Linked DNA regions of Anser cygnoides: region 1 is linked to region 2. The links are chromatin contacts, called in public Hi-C maps. All regions are on one chromosome and are shown on one strand. Each heading gives the region's core, a stretch centred on a gene start, on an enhancer-like site or on the middle of the called end of the contact. The rest is flanking DNA. Distances are from core to core; before and after follow the strand shown. Region 1 holds the start of PNPLA7 (patatin like phospholipase domain containing 7). Region 2 holds the start of ANAPC2 (anaphase promoting complex subunit 2).

Region 1 (5,024 bases), core at 348-2,847, 230 kb after region 2:
AGTCAGCACGGGAAAGAAAAAATTCAGACCTCCAGGAGAAACTGAGAGGCTCGTACATGGTTTATTACCAACAGCAGCGTGAACAACATTCCCCCCACAGCATGGGGAGACTTTCAAGCACTGGTGAACCTTTGGGAACAGCACGGAAAGCCAACAAGCAGGATGTGACCTCACAGGCACCCGAGCCATGTAAGCAGTTCTTCATAAGAAGACAGCCCCTGGGACAGCTGTGAAATTGTTAAATCCCCAGCCCTGCACAGCCACAACATCCCACGGCTGCAGGACGCAGCCTCCACTACCAGCACCTGTGTTCAAGGACCTCACGTAGTCCTCAGAAGCCTTCAGACAACCCTCGGACACAAAACTTGTTTTGAACATCCCTGAGAAGACCGGCACTTCACGGGAAAATAAAGCGGCGATAGGCTACGAGTGTGCGTTGACGTGAAAATAATTTGTCTGCTTTTTCCCCGAGGTTTAATTCTCATTTTCTTAATGAAAACTTCACGGTAGATAAAAACACAGAGCTACGTAAGTAACGCTCACGCCCATCCAGAGTACCGAGCACAGAGCAAGCAGCTCCAGCGAGAACTTAGGAACTTTGCATTGCAATCAAAGGTAAGCAGGGAGGGAGCCGTGCCCCGCACAGGGAGGGGTGCAAAGCCTCCGCCGGCGCAGAAAGCAGGACCTTAAATCCGAATTCCTCTGAACACCAGACTTCCTTGTGGCTCACGGGCACACCTGGCCGCATGCCTACGGCTTGACTACAGATACAGGATTTTCACGAGAAAACGCCTTTTACCTGCCTACGAGCACGCCGTACGTAGCTTTGAGTTCCAGCAATGACCATTTCCTATCGCGGGCCCTGTGTGTCATTACGGGAAGGGCGACAAGTGCCCCGCCGGGCCGCGAGCTGCCGGCTTAGGATCAGGCACAGGGCACGTAGAAACCGCGCCATGCTGCCGGCGGCTGGGAAGAGGGAGCCGAGAGCGAGCGGCTCGTGGGCAAAACAAATCGGAAAACGGTAAAGTACAATCCGCCGGGAGCGGGACCGATCCCGAAACGTCCGGAGGGTTAAAGCCCCCGTGAGGGAAAGCTCTTCCCAAACAGCACCGCACGGAGCGACGGTGCTCGGGCGTCGCTCCGGGTCCTGGCGACGCCGAGAGAGAAAAACGCCAAAAGCCCACAGGAGCCCCCCGTACCTCCAGGCTGCTGCTGTTGCCCTCCTCTTCGGCCATGCCTGCCGGTGCCGGGGCCCCCGAGGGACGAAGGCGAGCTCAGCGACGGGAGGGACCGCGCCCCGCCCCCGGCCCCGCACTCGTTTTGGGGCAAAAAAAAACCGAAACCGCGGGCGGGGGCCGCGCAGCGCCCACCTCCCCCAGGCCCGGGCTGCTTTTTGTGAAAGCTCCGCTTCTCCGCTACGCTCCCAAACGGAAAGCCTCGCTGCAGGCAGGCGGCAGCAGCCGGGGGGCTCAGCACCGGTACCGGTACCGGCACCGCCCGGAGCCCCCGCGCTGCGAACGGGGCCGAACGGGGCCGAAGCCAGGCCCGGCCCCGCCCCCTCACCCGGCCCCGCCCCCTCGCCCGTCGCCACCGCCCCCGCCGCTGAGGGGAGCGGCAAGCCCCGCCCACCCAGCCGGCCTCCTCGCTGCTGGTTGGCCCCCTCCAGCCCCGCGCCGAGAGCAGGCTAAGATAGGCGTCGCGGATTGGCCGGTGCCTTCCGACCAGTGGGAGCGGGCGGTGCTGCGGGGTGCGGGTTGTGTGAGGGGAGCCGAGCACTGACGGGAGACGGCGGCGGCGGGAGACAGAGCCCTCAGCTCGGAGCCCTCAGCCCGGCGCCGCCTTCCCCTGTCCCGCCGCTTCCTGAGGGGCCGCAGGAGCCCGGCATGGGGCTGCTGGCCCAGCTGGCCCGCGGGCTGGTGCGGGGCGCCGACCGCATGTCGCCGTTCACCAGCAAGCGCGGCCCCCGGAGCCACAACAAGGGCCGCGGGGCCAAGAAGCTGGGCGTGCTGACCTCCAGCAAGAAGTTCCTCCTCGTCAAGGAGATGGTGCCGCAGTTCGTCGTCCCCGACCTGGCGGGCTTCAAGCTCAAGCCCTACGTCTCGTACCGCGCCCCCGAGGGCTCCGAGCCGCCGCTGACGGCCAAGCTGCTCTTCAGCGAGGTGGTGGCGCCCCGCATCGAGAAGGACGTGAAGGAAGGCGCCTTCGACCCCAACGACCTGCAGAAGTACGGCTTCGAGCCCACGCAGGAAGGCAAGCTCTTCCAGCTCTTCCCCAAGAACTACGTGCGCTAGGGAGCTGCTGCCGTGAGCAGTGGTGGGAGAGACTTGGCCTGCACCCGCAAATCCGGGACTGTTTCTTTCAGTGGGTATTAAAAGCCGATCCTTCCGCTTTGTCTTTCTGCAATGTGTGATTTAAATCGCGGTGGGGGAACTGGCAGCTTGTTCCCCATCAGCGAGCAGGGAAGGCGTTAGCTGGCTTGCACCGCGTGTGTAGCGGCACGTGTGGGTGTCCTGCTGTCAGACAAGAGCTGATTGACCACACGCTGGTAATAGCAGGAGGGAGTTTCTCTCCAGGCTGCAGAAACAAATGTGCCTGACCTCCAGGAACGAGGGAGGGCTCCTCTGCCTCCGGGAGTGTCTGGAGCTGTGGAATGAGCCACTTCCAATTGAAGTGTCCCTGGTCAGCACTGCCACAGCTCTGCTGCAAGTTGCAAGCACAGCCAAAAGCGGAATGCTCAAATAAATTTCTCCCTAGGTAAAGGGAAATGTTCCCCTAAAACAGGGATAAGACCTCCAACAAAGCTTTACCCTAAGCTCTCTGAGCAGGAGCCGTAGCTTATATTGAATGGCACAATTATTCCAGGCTTTCCCAAGCCTTAAAACTACACTTTTGAAGTAAATCAAGATACAGTTAATTGTTACAGTGACTGTTCCTTAGCAGTGCAGGTGCTTGACCTTTGAAGATAGATGCTTAAATTTGAAATACATCTCAAGAACTGTCTTTGACATAGATTCCTGAAAGAGCAATGCCCTACAACTCATAAAATGCAACGTATACAAGCAGCACTTAAGAGTTGTGTGGAACTGCTTATGAAGTAAAAATAGCTAAATTCTAAGTAAATTGCTGGAGATAACATGGTTTTTCCCCTGGCACTTAAGTACTTAGTTTTTGATAAAATGGTTCTATGCAACAGATCTGTGTGGAGGCTGTAGCACTGCCCAAAGGTACTTTTTTTTTTTTTATGAGGCTTTCCAAATACAAAGTACTGCAAAGCTTGAGTATCAGCTAATTTAATTAAAATGAAATTTTTCACGTTTGGAGAAAAGATGCATGTTACCTATGTTCTCTGTGAGCATCCAGTCTGTAGTGAAGACTGACAGATAAGTCCTGAAAGTGTTTTGTAAAAACAAAACCATCAAGTCTGGATAGAGCTGTGATGACGGGGAGGGATTCTGTGTTTGCTTCCACTTGGCAGGACTGCATTCAGGGCTGAAAACCCCAAATACTTGTCTACTTGGTCTCCTGAAGAACAAGCACACCACCAATCACCCTTAAAGAAACCGAGCTGTTACATGACAGGAATGGAGGTCCTCAGGTGGGCTAACTCGCTAAAGATGGGAAACAGGAAGAGAAACTAGCTGATTTTTGTGGTGGAATGATGCCAGCGGTAGTGTTCTGCAGGAGTTTGTCCTGGAATAAGACACACAACTGAAGACAGTGAATCACTCTTCTTAGTAACAAATTCTTTTGTCTTAGATCAGTATGGAGTGTAGCAACACTGGCTTTATGTTGTTTAGCGATTATAAATGTAGCAACAATCCAACCAAAGTGTGAAAGGCTTTTTTAAAAAGTCAGAACAACCAAGAAAGATAAATCACTTGTATTGATTTTATTTTAGAAACATCCAAAAATAGGGCGTTTTTTTAACAAAAGCTCTTGTTCACAATACTAATATGAATCTTAATGTAACAGCGCTCGAGAGTTTTTTAAAATACACATTCACCTTTGAAAAAAGAGTTTCAAAGCAGTAAAATTCTTATCTACTGTACCTCGTTTTAGATGCGGCACTGTTACAGAAAGTTGTTGCTGGTGTTTCTTTCCCTCCAGGCAACTAATTCTTTAGGACTCTCAAAGAGAAACCATGCAAGCTAGAAATTACCTACCTAGTCTAAGCTTTTTTTGTTTCTAGAAGGAAATTAAAAACAGAGAAAGTGTTCCAGAAACGGTGTTTTGCTGATATTTCACAGTGAAAAAAGAAAGCTAATGGAGTAACCATGAGAAATTCTGCAGCCATTCCTGGAGGTAGTTAGGGCAATGCTGTTAAGATTTTGGTTTCTGTACTTTGAACTTAAAAAATGTCAGGAAACATTGCCTATACTTTTTGGAGGTTTTGATTTTAAAGCTGTTCACCTTTAAAAAAAACCTGTAAGATCTTGACTTTGGACCTAAAGGTACATCTCAGTATGGAGAAAAAAAAAACACAACAGTTTGATGCCTACAGGGTGGGGAGGGGGTTGGTTAAGTGTGGCACTAAAACACAAGCAGTGCTCCCTACACAGGTTCTGCTAAGCCAGCTCCTGCTTAGCTTGGAGAGTGATAGAGTGAGATTGCATCCAGGTGATGGGTCTGATGTAAAGTTTGAGTGTGCAGATATACCAGAATCCTTACAAGAAAGGCCCTAATTGGAACAAAGCTTCCTGTTGCTGAGCTGCTTTCTGTCACACTAGTCAGTTTGGATTTCCTTCCATAAAAGGAATTTCTTTTTACTAAGTATCACCATAAGCACAATGCGCTGTCAGTATCTGGACTGCCTTTGAGTGTCTTCTCAAAGAACATGCTAGTTTACGGATCACACGACAAGCTACGTGCACGTCTAAGCCTCTACTCATGGACTTTTTTGAGAAATGCATGGAAACCTCTGATCGCAATGTGTGTGTTTGGCTACATGGAGGAGCACAGATGAGTTCGGTTTGTTTTGGAAGGAGGAGAACAGGCTCCAGTCGTACAAATGCAAACCAGCCTTG
Region 2 (5,164 bases), core at 1,591-4,090:
AGGCAAACGCAAGGGCATGCACCAAGGAACAAAGAGTGCAGAGCAAGCCTGCAGAACAGAGCCCGTATCCCAGAAGAGCCATAACTCTGAGAAGAATTTTAAGGTCATACAGAGCAAATAACACAAACTCGGTTTAAGGTAGCAGCAAAAGAACTGGATAGATGCAAGGAAGGATTTTAATTCTGTATGCAGCCCACTGGAGAAATCAATACCAGAACACTATCTCCCATCCTTGCTTCCTGATTTAAAGGGATGCTGAAAAATTAGAAAGTGAAGAGAAAACAGCTGCACAAATTGAAGTTATGGGCCCACCTATACACAGGGAGGGCCTTCTACAGGTTAGGTGGCACTTCACGTTCACATAGATTGTAGAACAGAACCACAGAAATTCCCTTGTTAATAGGGACATCACCAGGTGAAATCTAGCGGTGTGCTATGCATAGGTCAGAGCAAACATTCTCCTGTAACATTAAATCAAAATGGAAAGTTTTAACCACTCCTCTTCTGCCTGGGATAGTGGAAGTCACAGCCCAGGAACAGGCATTTTCAGGGAGAATCAGGAATTTCACCTGAGCAGCTACACCAGTAACAGGAGCAGCTCCACATCTCCAGAGCAAGGGCCCTGACTGCCCCCACACCTTCCTCACCTCCTGGAACTCATTCAGGAAAGAGTGCTCATATTCGCCCCTGCATCTCTGCTCCATCCTCTCCTCGATCATCCTGTGCAAGATGGTTGTGACAGCATCGGCGCTCACTCTCTCCAGCAAATTCAACCGGCGGCTGCAGACACAGACAGAGACCTGTTTCAGAGTGACCAAAAGCGAAAGTACAAGCAAATAAAGAAAATCTAACTAACTGAAGGCACCGACCTCCCTGCGTGGTCCATGGATGTACGAACAGCTCTTAATTTAAATGCTCTGAGAGCCTGCACAGATGCACTACATATATGATAGATGAAACTACTGCTATCCCATCTTATTCAGAAGCATTATTTTCTAGCTATCAAAAGCTTTTTCATTTAGAGAAGTTTGCTTCTTTGGGACAGAAGGCCTTAAAAAAGACGGTGATATTCCCACAGCCAGTAAAAACAGCTTCAGTCTAAAAATCTGCTCCAGTTCAGCCACCAGCTAGCCAGCAGCCACAGAAACTCTGTGTGAAGTTTCCTAGGTGGTACTATGTCACTGCCTGCGTAACCCCATGCACAACTCCTCCAGTTTTCAGACACAACAAGACCTGCTGCTGCCACCCTCCCTGGACTATCTGCTCGTTCTGTGAGACACCACCAGCCCATAACGTACGTACAGAATGTCATTGAGCTGCTGAAACTGCTCCATGGCTTTGGGACACCAGCACTGCTCCCTCTTACTGCCGCAGCCTGCGCACACCTGGCTCTCCCCTCCGCCCTCCTCCGTATCACTCTCTTGCTCGTTCTCACTCATGCTGCTCTCACACTCGTTCATTCCTTCTTCTCCTTTCTTCCACTGCCGCATGTATATCCGGAAAGTGCGGCTATAGAACTGCTGGATCATTTCTTGGAAGGACTTTGTGGTGGAGAAAAAAAGGATAGCTTTGAACATGGTGTAGACCTTCTCTTGCAGCATCTGAGCGCCTGTCCCCAGCAGCAAGCCCGCCTTGGTCCATCTCTCCAGGAGCTCCAGGCTGTTTAGGTAGGGGTCCAGGCGGCACTTGAGAAGACAAAACGCGTCCAGGAGGAGTGAGGAGCACTGAGGCTCCTCCGCGGTGTTTTCATACTGGCCAATGCAGTTCCAGAACTCAGGAGCTATATTTGCCTGAAGGTCCGTCTGCAGCACCTCGATGAACCACTCTTCCACGATCGAGTGCAGGTCGTAACAGCGCAGCACCTCCAGGGCAGCCCGCAGGTCAGCATCCTTCAGCGGCCCCACAGGATCAGACCTTGGTGCTGCCTGGAAAGCAGAAGGGACAGCAAGTCAAGCACACTTCTGTAGGTAGATCTGTGGCAGAAGAGACCGCTTGGCCCTGAGGAGTGGAGACCAAATGCACGCAGGTCTGCTGAACAGCACCAGGCCAGGGTCTCGGACCACTGCTGGAAGCCAACCATCCACCTCAGAGGCCCCATTCCCAAACGCCACCACCCACCGCGGTCCCCGTCGGCGGCTGCTGCAGGAGGCACAGGCTGGTGCCATGTGCCACCCCAAAACACAAGGCCCTGGAACAAAACCCCAAAACTGCCTTCCGCAGGGAGCAATCAGGCAGACAGCTGCAGCACCGAGGGAGGAAGCAGCGGTCTTTCTGGCCGCTTTTCCACCACACAGCTCGTCACGGAGGGCGTTGGGGCCATGGCACCTCATCACAGAGGGCTTTGGGGCCACGTCGAGAGGGCGAACAGAAAACCAGACCCGAAAGTAGAGGGGCCGGGGCCGGACCCCGGGACCCCCTCAGGCACCACGGCTCCCCCGGCTCCCCCCCGGTTCCCCCCGGCCCCAAGACGAGGGCGGCTGCGGCGCCCCCCCCGCGGCGCCCCGAGCCCCCGGCACCCCCCGGCCGCCCCCGGCCGCCCCCCGCTCACCAGCCCCAGGGCCGCGGGCGGCACCAGGGCGGTGCTGAGCTGGTGCCAGGCCGCCGAGAGCTCCTCGCCCGCCGGCGGCTCCATGCGGGCAGCGCCGCAGGAAGAGGCGGAGCGCGGCGGGGCCGTTGGCAGGGCCGGGCCGGGCCGGGAGCCGCGATGGGCGAGCCGGGCGCGGCGCTGCAGGGCTACAACGCGGCGCTGCTGGAGGGTGAGCGGGGCCGGGCGGGTGAGCGGGGCCGGGCCGGGCCGGGCCGGGCGCTGACGGGCCGGGCCGGGCCGGGCCGTGCCGGGCAGGGCTGGCGGAGCTGCGAGCCCGGCGGGAGGAGCTGAACGGGCGGATCCGGGAGGAGGAGGCGGAGCGCGGCCGGCTGCAGGCCCGGCTCGGGGCGCTGAGCCAGCGGCTGGCCCGCACCAACGAGAGCCTGGCCGGGCACCTGGCCGCACGGAGCGACCTGGACAGGAGCATCGCCGAAACGGAGGCGGCTTACGGCAAGGTACCGGGCCCGACACCCTGCCTGAGGGAGGAAAGGGGATTTGGGGCGGTCTGCGGGCTCTGCTGGGCTGCCCCCGGCTGAGCAGGGGCGGGGGAAGCCACAGCACGCTGTGAAAATAGAGGGAAATGGTCCCTGGGCCCCCGAACCCTGACAAAAGGCCCCCCTCACCAACACTGTCATCCGGGGAGAGGGGAAAGGAAAAGGAGGAAAGCAGACACGGCCAGAAGACCAGGAATCCAAGCAGGTAACAACAAACCGATGCCAGAACTGTTGGCCCCGCTCTTGCTGGCCTACGCTCTTTTTGCTTCACTTTCAAGTAACCTCATCTTCCGTCTTTCTATTAGGCAGCATCTGCCATATCGTCACTGAAAGAGCAGGAATGTCAGAGCAGTAAGGGGGCAGGAGGCAAGCGAACAGCACAAGGGCTGACCATCGCTGTCATTTCTGTTGTGGGATGGCTCAGTCCCTTCAGCTTTCCTGGATTTGTAACCTCTGTTGGGCAGGGACTGCTTCATTCCGCTGACAGGATAACAGCTGAGCTCGCTTTTAAAATAAAACTCCAATCAGCTTTTGAAAAAAAGTAAAAGAATCTTTCCAGGTAGTTGCCTAAATTTTCCTTTTTCCCCATTTTTTTTTTTTTGAATGCAACAACTGCTATAAGTGTTGAATCCTCTTATCTCCTCAGGCCAGGACCTTCTGGCCAGCCTTCCTGGCAGCAGCTGTTTTTCAGATGAAGCTGGAGCTGATTTCTCTGCCTGCTTCACGACCTGATGGTTTAGGGTGAAGGGGAGAACTCACATAGAAAATGTAACAGCTTAGAAATTTTGTTGTAAAGCTACACAAACAACAGCAAAGGTTCTAAAAGAAACCTTCCCTGAGATACAAGTCACAACCCCCTATCCTACAAACAAATTCATGTTTATTGAAATTAGAAGACAAAGTCACAGTAGGTAAAAAGCCAAGGTGGTTAGGAGAGGAAATGCAGACATCCTGCAAATAGAAACAAGTAACAAAGTTCCTTTCCTGTGGATTTCCATCTCTTGTCTGTAATCATACTCCTTGCCTTTCCCCCAGCCCATGAGTCGCAGGACTCCGTCCCCATCCACCGCATTCTTCCATGGACACAGACGACAAGATCCCAACTTCTAGTGGCGTGTCGGCCTTCGGGGCACTTGCCTTCATCTCTTCTCTGACCACTTAATGATTTCCACAAGTTCACAGGAGTGTAAAAATGATCTTTGGGACTACAGCCCTGCTACAACATTTTGTTACAGTTGTCCACCGTGTTACAACTTTACAACGGGGAGATGGACAGGCAACAAGATTTTCTAAGCCTAGCATAGCCTTGTATCCTAACGCACCACAAGTGCGAGTGCTAAATTATATAAAACATAAGCTAAAAACAGAAGAAAATGAATAAAAGTAGAAAGATTTAGTCTGACTTAAGGTCATTGTGGAGTTGAGTAACATCTTGAAGCAAGAAACCTAAAGTGTGCAGTTTTAATAGTAGAAGACAGTTGAAACGGTGTCTGAGTACAATTCTAATACTGATTTAAAAAGCCCAAGTATCAGCATCTCTTAAAAACTAAAGTTTAGTCCACAGCCTGCTGCAGCAGGAAGTTCTCTGTCTCGTGTTCGAAGACAGATAAATTGCTTAAGTTATTTCTTATTCAAAAAATGGGCATAAACCAGAGAAATTCCTCCACGGATATTCCTGCAGTGAGATAGAATACCTAATTCTCAGCGGTGTATCATCCTAAGGGATGGAGAGTCCCTCTTGCTCCAAGGTAGATCAGGTGAATTCAGAGAGAACTGTTTAGTTGATGTAAAAAAATAAGCTGTTTTTATTTCCTTCTTTCCCAGATTCTGGAGAGTTCTCAGACATTGCTAGATGTCCTGAAGGGAGAAATTGGGAGTGCTAGTAAAGCCAGTGAGCCGAAAAGCACTTCAAAACAAAAAGAAAAACTAACAAGTGGACAAAAGCATTCCTAAACTTGTTCTTCAGCCTGGCAAAGCCTGTTGGTCTGGGACAGCTGCTGTTCTGGTACAAGGATGCCACATTTAATAAAAGTCTTTGTTTGCAGGAGTACGTTTTCCTTTCAAATGCACTTTGGTATTAGTT

Evidence for each region. A called contact is a pair of places that touch in the nucleus more often than the background predicts.
Region 1: a Hi-C map of fetal liver shows a contact between it and region 2, with 2.3 times the contacts expected there. The contact joins the promoter of PNPLA7 here to the promoter of ANAPC2 in region 2. A contact is called at or near these places in 4 of 7 Hi-C or Micro-C datasets (fetal liver, granulosa cells and liver).

What each region holds. Positions count from the first base shown.
Region 1 is chr20:10,567,616-10,572,639 of Taihu_goose_T2T_genome, forward strand. PNPLA7 (patatin like phospholipase domain containing 7) reads right to left here and starts at 1,598. Exons shown (of 35, transcript XM_048056282.2): 1 at 1,200-1,598. The coding sequence starts at 1,235. MRPL41 (mitochondrial ribosomal protein L41) reads left to right here and starts at 1,739. Exons shown (of 1, transcript XM_066980544.1): 1 at 1,739-2,392. The coding sequence starts at 1,884. The coding sequence ends at 2,291. It overlaps DPH7 (diphthamide biosynthesis 7), which reads right to left. Exons shown (of 9, transcript XM_048056375.2): 9 at 3,866-5,024.
Region 2 is chr20:10,340,890-10,346,053 of Taihu_goose_T2T_genome, forward strand. ANAPC2 (anaphase promoting complex subunit 2) reads right to left here and starts at 2,841. Exons shown (of 13, transcript XM_066980525.1): 1 at 2,549-2,841; 2 at 1,303-1,925; 3 at 648-780. The coding sequence starts at 2,632. It overlaps SSNA1 (SS nuclear autoantigen 1), which reads left to right and starts at 2,628. Exons shown (of 3, transcript XM_048053421.2): 1 at 2,628-2,756; 2 at 2,843-3,042; 3 at 4,906-5,128. The coding sequence starts at 2,705. The coding sequence ends at 5,034. It overlaps TPRN (taperin), which reads right to left. Exons shown (of 5, transcript XM_066980545.1): 5 at 3,945-5,164.